2 separate regions of the Mus musculus genome follow, and region 2 is linked to region 1. The links are chromatin contacts, called in public capture Hi-C maps. All regions are on one chromosome and are shown on one strand. Each heading gives the region's core, a stretch centred on a gene start, on an enhancer-like site or on the middle of the called end of the contact. The rest is flanking DNA. Distances are from core to core; before and after follow the strand shown.

Evidence for each region. Capture Hi-C pulls out chosen DNA fragments and counts their contacts.
Region 2: a capture Hi-C map of embryonic stem cells shows a contact between it and region 1, with 4 times the contacts expected there. The contact joins two enhancer-like sites. A contact is called at or near these places in 1 of 115 datasets of contacts at active chromatin or transcription factors (bone marrow-derived macrophages) and 3 of 9 other capture datasets (adipose tissue, embryonic stem cells and liver).

What each region holds. Positions count from the first base shown.
Region 1 is chr16:93,046,761-93,052,191 of GRCm38.p6, forward strand. No RefSeq gene overlaps it. Among named protein-coding and RNA genes, the nearest start is that of Gm30474, 83 kb to the right of the region's middle. Within about 2 kb of position 1,516, at least 9 of the 459 cell types and tissues checked have an H3K27ac peak or open chromatin away from gene starts, as enhancers often do. A contact at or near this core is called in embryonic stem cells, where this site is marked.
Region 2 is chr16:93,587,728-93,593,043 of GRCm38.p6, forward strand. Setd4 (SET domain containing 4) reads right to left here. Exons shown (of 12, transcript NM_145482.3): 7 at 3,147-3,576; 8 at 2,184-2,358; 9 at 92-173. Among named protein-coding and RNA genes, the nearest start is that of Setd4, 13 kb to the right of the region's middle. Within about 2 kb of position 3,979, at least 27 of the 459 cell types and tissues checked have an H3K27ac peak or open chromatin away from gene starts, as enhancers often do. A contact at or near this core is called in embryonic stem cells, where this site is marked.

The DNA.
Region 1 (5,431 bases), core at 266-2,765:
CAGACTCAAGTCTTTGGCACTAACACCTGTGTGTAGTTTTACTTGGGAATAAAGCCTATGCAGATGTCATCAATTTCAGGTGAGGTCATTAAGGCTGACCATCATCCTCACCCATCATATAATGATGGCCTGAAACAAGGAGAAGGAGTTTTGTATATAGACACAGAGAGGAGAAAGTCGCATGACCACAAAGCCACCTAGAGAAGACTATCATGTGACTCCAGAGGCCGAGGCTGTAGAGGCACAATATAGACCAAGAATTGCAAAAGTTCCTGTTCACTCCTGGAAAAGTAAGAAGAGCAGGGAGGGGGATCTCAGAGGAAACATGGCCCTGTCCTTACCTGTCCTGAGATGCCTAGCTTCTCAAACTTTGACATACACAGTCCTGCTGTTTTCAGGAACCCAGTTTCTTGGACTTAGTGGTGACTTGACACCTAGTTTGAACTGCTGTAATGATAGCCCCAGGAAATCAATCAATACTGTCCATCTTTCCACTGGCATAAAATGCAAATCACAGCACCGATGGCTGTATTTTCCTCATGAACTTGTTCTGCGGATTTGATGAGCAAATGTGTGTGCTACATCCTTCACACAGTATCTGGCCTCTGTTGACTGCTCTGCACATGTGCTTTTATTAACATGTTACCTACCATCACACACATGTAACTGGGATCTCTGTACACCACCTAGCTCACCCAGAAACCCAAATATGCCAGCCATCTCTACAATGGCCACCGTGACATTTCTATTGGTAAAACTAGTCACAATTGTTAGCTAACATTTGAATAGACAACTTTGCATAAGAAGCTATGAAATAACTGGATTATAAGGAAGGAGCCATTCACCTTGAGCCATTGAATGTCACCTTGATGTCATCTTCACCTACTACATTATTGTCCCCCTTATCCAGAAACCTGTCCAGTGGAATGTTCAATCAACAAGATCTAGCTGGTCCCTCTGGACTTGCAAGCTCCTTTGTTTGTATTTGGTTGCCATGGAAACAGACTTGGCCTTGGCATTGTTGGCCACACCCTGCTCTGACAATGGGAGCATCACCAGTTTAAGCAGCTTGAGTACTCTATGTCCTTCTCCACTTCCATTCTCTGTGATTTATTTTCTAAAATAAGCATACATTATTTTAGCAATTAAAAAAGAAAACGGGTTCTTTTAATAATCTACTTCAGTGGCAAGTTAAAGTAAAAACATGGCTGAAAGAAAGATAAATTGTAAAGAATTCCCTCTACTTCTGATGCCCTTGTGTGGGGTGTGCAAAGTCATTGTAAACTGCATGGCCTAAAGCCACTTCAAAGAGCCTCAATTTCCTTTCCTGAAAATGGTGGCACTGAGGACCCAGCTCTCAAGGCTTTTGTAGAAGCTGGACTCATAGCATGCCATGTCACCATTTGTCCTGAGGTGGCTTCCAAGCCTCCCTCCGTTCTCCTGCTTACAGCGTCTGTATAGACGGCCCTGTGCTCAACAAGAGCAGTCTTGGTTTTATAAGGTAATGACCTCTGACCTTCCACTTTGTTCCTGAACCAACTAAAGCTGGCTTACAAAATGCCTTCCCCAGATCCCTGAGGCTGGAGCTGTTCTAGGTTCTCTCTCGCCCCAGTGAGAGTCTCCCCCACCCCCAACATGCTTCTGATGAATAGTAACAAAATAAAACCAAAAAGTAACAAATAAAACGTTATAAAAACACAGAAAAACAGGAAAGGCAACAGAAGAAGAGGCTATAAAGACATAGGAGGACTGTTACTCATCTGTTACTGGCTCAGACGGAAGCCCAGGATGGAATTGCTGATTGCCTAATGAACAGGCCACCTGGCAGGACTGAGGGTGGCCAGGCGTCCTCCTATAAATGCCTTCAAAGTAGATCTATTCTTGGTTGAACCTTCAGGTGTGTCCAACCCACATGACACTTGGCTGGTAGCTTTGTCAGTGTCCCTGAGCTTGTGAGTCAGCCAGATTTCTGACCTTCAGAGACACTGAGCCGGTGTGTGGCACTTTGGGACACTCCATCAGAATGTGCACATGCACCCCTTACTGCTTTGTCCCCACCCTCCAAGATGGCCGCAACAGCAGTTCTAATTTATTCTGCGAACACATACGTGCAGACCGAGTCTACTTCACAGTGATCGGTCACTAATCTGCCTTAATTTCCCATTCAGTTCCCCCGTGCTGCACACACGTCTGCAGCTTCTGTGGAATTCCCTTCTTCATCTCCGAAATGACGGATTTGCACTTTTCACACTTGAGCTGCAGGAGTGTACAAAGTTTACACTGAACTAAAGCCTTCTTTGTGTTTCCCACTTCTGACTCCCTCAAACATACAGCTGCACCGTCTTTTCAAATCCTCACTAGACTGCTAATTTAAAGAGAAGGAATTAAAGAATCTAGCTCTGTCCACATCTCCAGAGATCTGTTTTATAATAAAATTCTTTGATAACGTTATATTCCTAAAGATAAAGTAAATGTAACCTTTTACCTTATTTTGCTCAATTAGATTGTTCAGAAAACCATAGTGGTGCAGACACCGTGAAATTTAACATTCTAATTCTGATGTTGTGTATTGTTTTACCTAACATTTTGGAAGGTACCTGCCCCTGACCTGAGTCAAGAAGTCACCTTTTTTGTTGGTAATGGAATGGCATATTTTATTTTATTTTATTTTTAAAGATTTATTTATATGAGTACACTGTTGCTGTCTTCAGACACACCAGAAGAGGGCCTCAAATCCCATTACAGATGGTTGTGAGCCACCATGTGGTTGCTGGGAATTGAACTCAGGACTCCTGGAAGAGCAGTCAATGCTCTTAACCGCTGAACCATCTCTCTCCAGTCCCTGGAATGGCATTTTTAAATGGCAGTTTTTATAATGGTCGTTAGTGAATATAAAGACAGTTCATCATCATCCTTTAAAAATCACAAATGTATAATGTCTCAGTAGGTGAGGTGCTCATGCAGCAAGCATGGAGATGTGAATGAGTGTGGGACACCACCCCCCCAGCAGCCATGTGAAGAAGCCAGGTACAGTTCTATGCCCGTGCCTGAAACCCTGGTTCTCAGGGCAGAGACATGTAAATCCCAGGGCTTTGCTGACCATCATCCTAACCAAACTCTCCATCTTCAGGTCACTGAAAGATATTTTAAATAACAGAAAAGTGATTGAGGAAGATAGCCCTACTCTGGCCTGCACATGTGCCTTCACAGGTGAACACACCTGCATACCCAGCTGCAAGCTGACTCTCCCCCTACCACACACATATTCTCTCTCTCTCTCTCTCTCTCTCTCTCTCTCACACACACACACACACACACACACACACACACACACACACACACAGAGACAGAGACACAGACAGAGAGACAGACAGGCAGAGAGAGACAGACAGACAGAGAGACAGAGAGAGTCAAACAAAAGCTTATCCTAACATGGATCTCAACACCGCCTTTCCCCTCTGAGTGATGCTGTACATGAAAGGCCAGTCACAAAGGTACACGTTGCCACATCCTTGGGCTGCAATGTCTTCTAGGAAAGTCCATGCAAGCCAAGAAGAGCTGCACTCCTGAATTGCCAAGGTAAGCACAAGTGTAGAGAGGCCCCAACACTGACAGTGTGCTGGCAAGAAAGTATGGGGAACTGGCTTGCCAATCAGGATATCTATCTATCCATCTATCTATCACTATCCATTCATCCACTCACCCATCCATCCACCCATCTGCCCATCCACTTACCTACTTACCCAACCACTCAACCCACCCACCCGCCTGTCTGTCTGTCTGTCTGACTGTCTATAGCATTGAGCTTTCATGAGATAGGGTCTTACCATTAGCCCTGCTAACCTTGAACTGCAAATTCTGACCGACATGTAAAAATACATATCTCTGATATCTTCAAACTCTCTCAGGTCAGCTAATGGATCGGAATAGGAGCAGGGACATTGGAGAGGACTTTTACCCAGTTGCCAAACATTTTATTATTGTGATAATGCAAGTAATTTTAGAGAAGGTAGTCAAACTGTAACACATTTGAATGAGTGCTTTTGTTCTTAATCTTTAATTAAACACATTTGCTCAATTCTCTGCCACGAATAAATCATAGGATTCACACTATATGCTATTTTCCATGAGGCAAAATTGCCAGCTATTTATACAGGTAAGTAAAAATCAGTTATCTTCATTTTTACACATGGTAAATGATTGTAATAAAAAATTAATGTTTTTTTTTTTAGATCAAGAAGTTAGTTACACAATAACCCTGAGAGCGTATTCTTCTGCCCCTCTCTACTCTGGAGTCATGTTCCACTGTCAGGCTCCCACTGGTAGCAGACAGTGGGTTCTGAGAATACTTCTGTCTTCAATTTTCTTTTTTTGAGCTGGTAACATTTGTTTTCCCAGTTTCCTTGGCTGAACACTGTGCAGAATTGAGACATAACAAAATAACTGCAAGAAAGTATTTCCTGTAACTATGCCTGCAATGTCATTATATTCAAATAACCCACAAATTATAAACAAGGGTGGCTTTTCTCCTTCAGTGAAAAGACAAACAAGAGATTCACAATGTCACAGGCTCCAGATTGACACTGGAGGATAACAGAAGTGGAGACTCTTCTCTGCGAATGGAGCCCAAGCCCCACCACAGAGTAGCTAATGCTCAGAGAAATGGCCGCTGCACAGGATGTGTGGTATAAATAACCCATTGGCCAAGATGAACTTCCTTTTAGATCAGTCTCCTGATACTGGCACTGAGATAGGTCCCAGGGGGGGACTTAGTTAGGATACACTGACATCCCTGTCGTCTGTCTTCAGGACTTTGATGCCCTGTTGCGGGCTGACGGCTCGATGCTCACAGTTGGCTTCTCATGAGTGTGATGGATGCTGACTTCCACCTCCCACTCTTGCCCAGCCCACTGAACAGACACTCAGTAAATGGTTGTGGCAGGAATGAATGAATGGCCTCAGCAGAGCATCCAAAAGCATTGTCTAGCTGCCAAATGGATTTCTACTCGGAAGGCATGTAGATTCTATAGGAAGCCTGGCCTTCCTAGTTGGTCAGTTCCCTCCACAACTCCTCCTGAACCTGTCTCCTGAAGAAACTCATTCATCTGGCCAGGTACATGGTTGAAATCTTGTTATATACCACCCATAATTTCCTCGAAACAGTCTATTCCCCAAACCTAATTTCTTTCTGTGTTTCCTGCTTCATGCTACCAAATTCTATTCTACTTTGACTAGTTATCTTACACACATAAACATGGGTATGACATCTAAAATGTACACCCACCCACATGCATGTCTGTGTGTGTATGTGTGTGCAGAGGTATGCACACATGTACTGCAAGGTTCTGCATGTTTGTGCAGCTGTTTGCAGGAACATTGGTCTAGTGAAAGCATTAAAATAAGGGTCTACTAACCTACGAAGTTGGGACTA
Region 2 (5,316 bases), core at 2,729-5,228, 540 kb after region 1:
AGACAGGAGGGTCACACTTACAGAAACCAGAGCCAGGAGTATTCCCATGGGAACTCCCTGAAGGGATAATTTCCAGACAGAAAAGCCTTACCCTGTAAAGCCATGATCCTTCAAAATGGTTATCTTCCTGTGGAGCTGCTTATCTGCTGCAGGGAGGAACTTAACCAGCATGTCTGCATTAGAGAGGAGACCATCAGACTTAGGATGTGATTCAGATAAAGCACATGCCCCTCTCCCTCCCATCAGCCGCCCACGATAACCAGAGTGTCTGCCAGTTCACACCAAGTGTCCTCTTTAGGACAGCTCGCTGAGATCCCGGCTCCCTGAAGAGCTGTGAGCTTTCCAAGGCGGAGGACAGAAGCACAGACGCGAGGCTCAGGCTGCCCCTAAGCACATCAACAGCCTAAGAGGAAGCCGCCAGAGGGTTAGCCCTGCTGGGGGCCAGCTAGGAACAGGCTGCCTCAGCACACGCCCAGGACGGCAATACTGCGTTACACCTGATTCAAAGCAGTCCCCGCAGCCGTGACCACAGCCTCAGCCTAAACTGTGAAGCCTGGCGGACGTTTCTGAAGGAGAGAGAAAGCAATGGCTCTTTTGTTTTTTGAGGTGATAGAAGACTTCCATTCTGTGTTTTAAAAAGAAAGAAAAGCAAGGATTTGGGGGTGTAACTCTGACAGAAGCAAGCTTTCCTTTTCCTTCAGAGAGGGCCTGCACATGCCAGACCAGGCAGGCCACTGAGCCAACCCCTGGGCCCTACTCCATGTTAAACATAATGCTTGTTCCATGTGTTTACACGGTGTACTGGCGAGTTTTGTGTCAACTTGACACAGCTGGAGTTATCACAGAGAAAGGAGCTCCAGCTGAGGAAATGCCTCCATGAGATCCAACTGTAAGGCATTTTCTCAATTAGTGATCAAGGGGGAAAGGCCCCTTGTGGGTGGTGCCATCTCTGGGCTGGTAGTCTTGGGTTCTATAAGAGAGTAAGCTGGGGGCTGGAGAGGTGGCTCAGTGGGTAAGAGCACTGACTGCTCTTCCGAAGGTCCTGAGTTCAATTCCCAGCAACCACATGGTGGCTCACAACCACCCGTGATGAGGTCTGACGCCCTCTTCTGGTGCATCTGAAGACAGCTACGGTGTACTTACATATAATAATAAATAAATAAATCTTTAAAAAAAAAAAGAGAGTAAGCTGAGCAAGCCAGTAAAGAACATCCCTCCATGGCCTCTGCATCAGCTCCTGCTTCCTGACCTGCTTGAGTTCCAGTCCTGACTTCCTTTAGTGATGAACAGCAATGTGGAAAGTGTAAGCTGAATAAACCCTTTCCTCCCCAACTTGCTTCTTTTCTTGGTCATGACGTTTTGTGCAGGAATAGAAACCCTGACTAAGACACACATGAACTGCTTACAGTCAGAGCCACCACAAGACAACTACAAGGACTCAGAACAGGCCAATCTCAAAGCCAGCCGGCTTCCTAACTCACTGGACAAGTCCCCACTCACACTTTTCTTTACAGAGAAATCCCTGCATGCATTTATCATGTGTTGTCAGTGTACCACATACATACGGAAGGGCAGAGGGCAAATTACCGGAGCCAGTTCTCTCCTTCCACCCTGGACGTCCTGAGGCCTGAACTCGGGTCACCAAGCTTTACGGCAAGCCCCTCCTCCACCCACTGGCCCGTCCCATCTCGCTGCCCCAGCTCTGGCTCTTGTGTCTCTAGGAAGCATACTTGATATTCTGCCTTACGAAGGCAGACAGTGTCTCCTGAGAGTTACTATACTATACTCGTCCCAGCCTACACAGATGAACATAAGCCGGGCACTGAAGCCTCTGGCGGCTTGCTCAGGGCTTAGCTGCTTCTTCTACCTGAGTGCTGAGTAAGTTTCCACTCACGACAGGCTTACTCCCTCTGCAGCAACAATGACGCCTCAGAACAAAGATGCCTGCTTCCTCCCAGCCGTGACACTCACACTCATCCGCTAAGCAGCTCTCTTCCCACTCCACCGTCCTGGTTCATGACCCGGATGAACCGATCAATCAGTATCAATCAGTTGTGCTGATTTTACTTCAACAAAGAAATTCCACTCAGGAAGCGCAGGCAGGCTCTGCCTGAGAAACTGAATGTTGCCTAGGACAGCTCTTTCCATTAGAACGGGAAATAACCACTATCAGCCAGTCCAACCTGCCGAGACAGGAACGCAGGCGTGAGGATTGCGGACGGAGACAAAGCCATACTCCAGGAGCAGCCTCTGGTTATCATGGGGGCCGTAGCAGATGAACACCTCCTGGTGCTTCCTACAGCGCGAGGCTGTTCTAATCTCATAGCACCTGGTTTTCTCGTTAAACGCCGCTTTTACCTACAGGAGAAGGTATGAGAGTCCTCTTGTTAGCGCAGGCCTAAAGGCTCATCAAGCCACCATGGTAATTTCAGTACGAGGCAGTGTGACACGCTCAGCAGGGAGACTCCCACGGACAGAGAATCCGACTCCTGCACTTCAGCCTGTTCCCTCCTCCATCTCGCCCTTACCCAGGTGAGGGAGGAACTCCAGTCATGGACTCTGAAAATGACCAAGCGTGACATCTGTTGGGAGTTGATCTGTCACAAACAGCCTAAGAGAAGAAACTATGGCAGTACTAAGACTGTTGTTAGCAGTTGCAAAGGCTCCACCAACTGTGGTCTTGATCACTGGCTGTTATTTGTTAATAGTTCTTTAAGGTAAGAAAGGTCTTTTGTAGCTCAGGACCCTCAGGCTCCCACCAACTATGGCTGGGGCTTTCTATGGTCATCTATAGAATCACCAAGGTCCACAAATGTCCACAAACAGCAATAAAATCCAAGTGAGGCTGCTGGGGAATGACTGAGTCCCTGTGTCCAGCCTCACATGCTCTGTGTGCCCAGTGTCACTGCCTGGATCGGGGAAAGGCCTGGCTCAGCACAGGGCCCGCAGGCCTGGAGGGCAGCGCAGTGCAGAAGCTCAGCAGACATTTGCTAGAATGACGACAGGGCAGCATGAAGGCGGTGGCCCGGCACATCCACCTGAAGCAGGCTACACCTCCACTACCATTCCATCCTTGACTCAGAACCCTTGTCCCTACATGGCAGGCTTCTGTAACGGCAGGACCTGTCTCCATGCCGCCCTCTCACCTGCACATGTGGGCTGTGATTCAGCAGGTCCAGGAACGGAGCAAGCGCACACGTGTCCGGCTCTGCGGAAAGGCACTCCTGCCTCCTGGACCTCAGGTACACAGCCCTGGTGTTCACCGTGCACCAGGCCCACAGGAAGGCTCGGTAGCTGAAAACGCTGTCCACAGGCTCTGCAAACAGAGGCTGCAGGGTAGAGAAGAAGCCTCTAGCGGAGGTAAACAGGTCCTGCACTCGGGCTCTCTGCTCTTCCGCCTTCGCCTTTAAAGGGCTGGGAAGAAGATCTACCACTTCCGGCTCCAAACACACCGGGCAGGTGTATGACTTGGGTAAGATGTCCAGGTAAGACTTCCAGAGGGACCGACAGCCGGCATGCTTTTCTGAGACTAAGAAAGTACACAAGGCCAGCAGAGGAGACACAGGAGGCTTCCACCTGGTGAAATGAGGAGACAGATGGGAAGAGTTAAAGTGTGGACTCTCACAATGTCGTCTGCCTCAGAGGGGCTGTGTTCAAACTGTCAACTCTCCAAGACACAGGCATCTTTCCTAGGGCCGTGCCTCTCCCGAGCCGCCACTTCCGTGACTAGCAGGTAAGATTCACTCCCGTTTAAAAACCCAACACCTTGTTTCCAGCCTGGTTCTCCTGCTGAAGGCTTCTGAGTTTTACCGTGTAAAGGTAAATAACACAGGGTAAATAACACAGGGTAAATAACACAGGGTAAATAACACAGGGTAAATAACACAGGGTAAATAACACAGGGTAAATAACACAGGGTAAATAACACAGGGTACAGAGGGTAGAAGGACAGAGCCACGCCAGCCAACACAGTGAATGCTGGCTCAAGTAACTATTTCAATTTAAACTACTACTCATTCTTTGCCGGGTGTGGTGGCGCACGCCCTTAATCCCAGCACTCGGGAGGCAGAGGCGGGCGGATTTCTGAGTTCGAGGACAGCCTGGTGTACAGTGTGAGTTTCAGCACAGCCAGGGCTACACAGAGAAACCCTGTCTCGAAAAACCAAAAAAAAAAAAAAAAAAAAAAAAACCAAACCAAAAGGAATCATTGTTTAGTAACACAAGGCACATTCCCATTCCAGTCACTGCACAGGCATCTGTGGCTCCTGGACAGTGCAGAACAAAGCAGCCACACCTTTGCTGGGGGTTCTACTGGACGGCACCACCAAGACAGAACTGTGGAATCCGAAACTCCCAGGTTCTAATACAAATCATGTAGCTGCTGAATAATTACTCATAATTCAGTCCCTAAGGCACAAACAGACTCAGAAACATTACCGTTATTCTTCGAAGCCCAAATTCCCATGTTACCACACACTGTACTGCGATCTGAGTGACTCAGAGAATAAGGGCCAGAGAGCATCTTCACTTTGCACAGGCACATAGAGAGCCAGGGGTACAGGGTTCATAGAGAGCCGGGGGAGGGGCCTATAGAGAGGGGGGGTAATGGGGTTCATAGAGAGCCGGGGGAGGAGCCTATAGAGAGGGGGGTAATGGGGTTCATAGAGAGCCGGGGGAGGGGCCTATCGAGAGGGGGGGTAATGGGGTTCATAGAGAGCCGGGGGAGGGGCCTATAGAGGGGGGGGGTAATGGGGTTCATAGAGAGCCGGGGGAGGAGCCTATAGAGGGGGGGTAATGGGGTTCATAGAGAGCCGGGGGAGGGGCCTATAGAGAGGGGGGGTAATGGGGTTCATAGAGAGCCAGGGGAGGAGCCTATAGAGAGCTGAGGGGTAATGGGGTTCATAGAGAGCCGGGGGAGGGGCCTATAGAGAGCTGGCGGTAACGGGGTTCATAGAGAGCAGGTGGAGGGGTATCCACTTGGGTTAAGGGTCAGCACCATCTTTGAACCCAACGTAGAAATAATTTCTGCTGAGGCTCTCCCTCCTCTGACTTCAGGGATGCTCTGAAAGCAAGGCTCACCACCACATGCCCAGGACGTGGCTCTCAACCTACAGCACCTACCCTCCCCCATTCCTAACTAAAGCTCTGCCCTAAGGTCAAATCTGTTCAAAGGTGAAGAAGCCAAGCTGGTACAACAGGGTGAACCTGGGACAGTGGCCTAGCATCTGCCAAGCTTTCTAGGGTAGAAGGAAACAGCCACACCATTGTCACGTACACCATCCCATCCCATGCTCACTTTCTAGTAAATAGGGGACA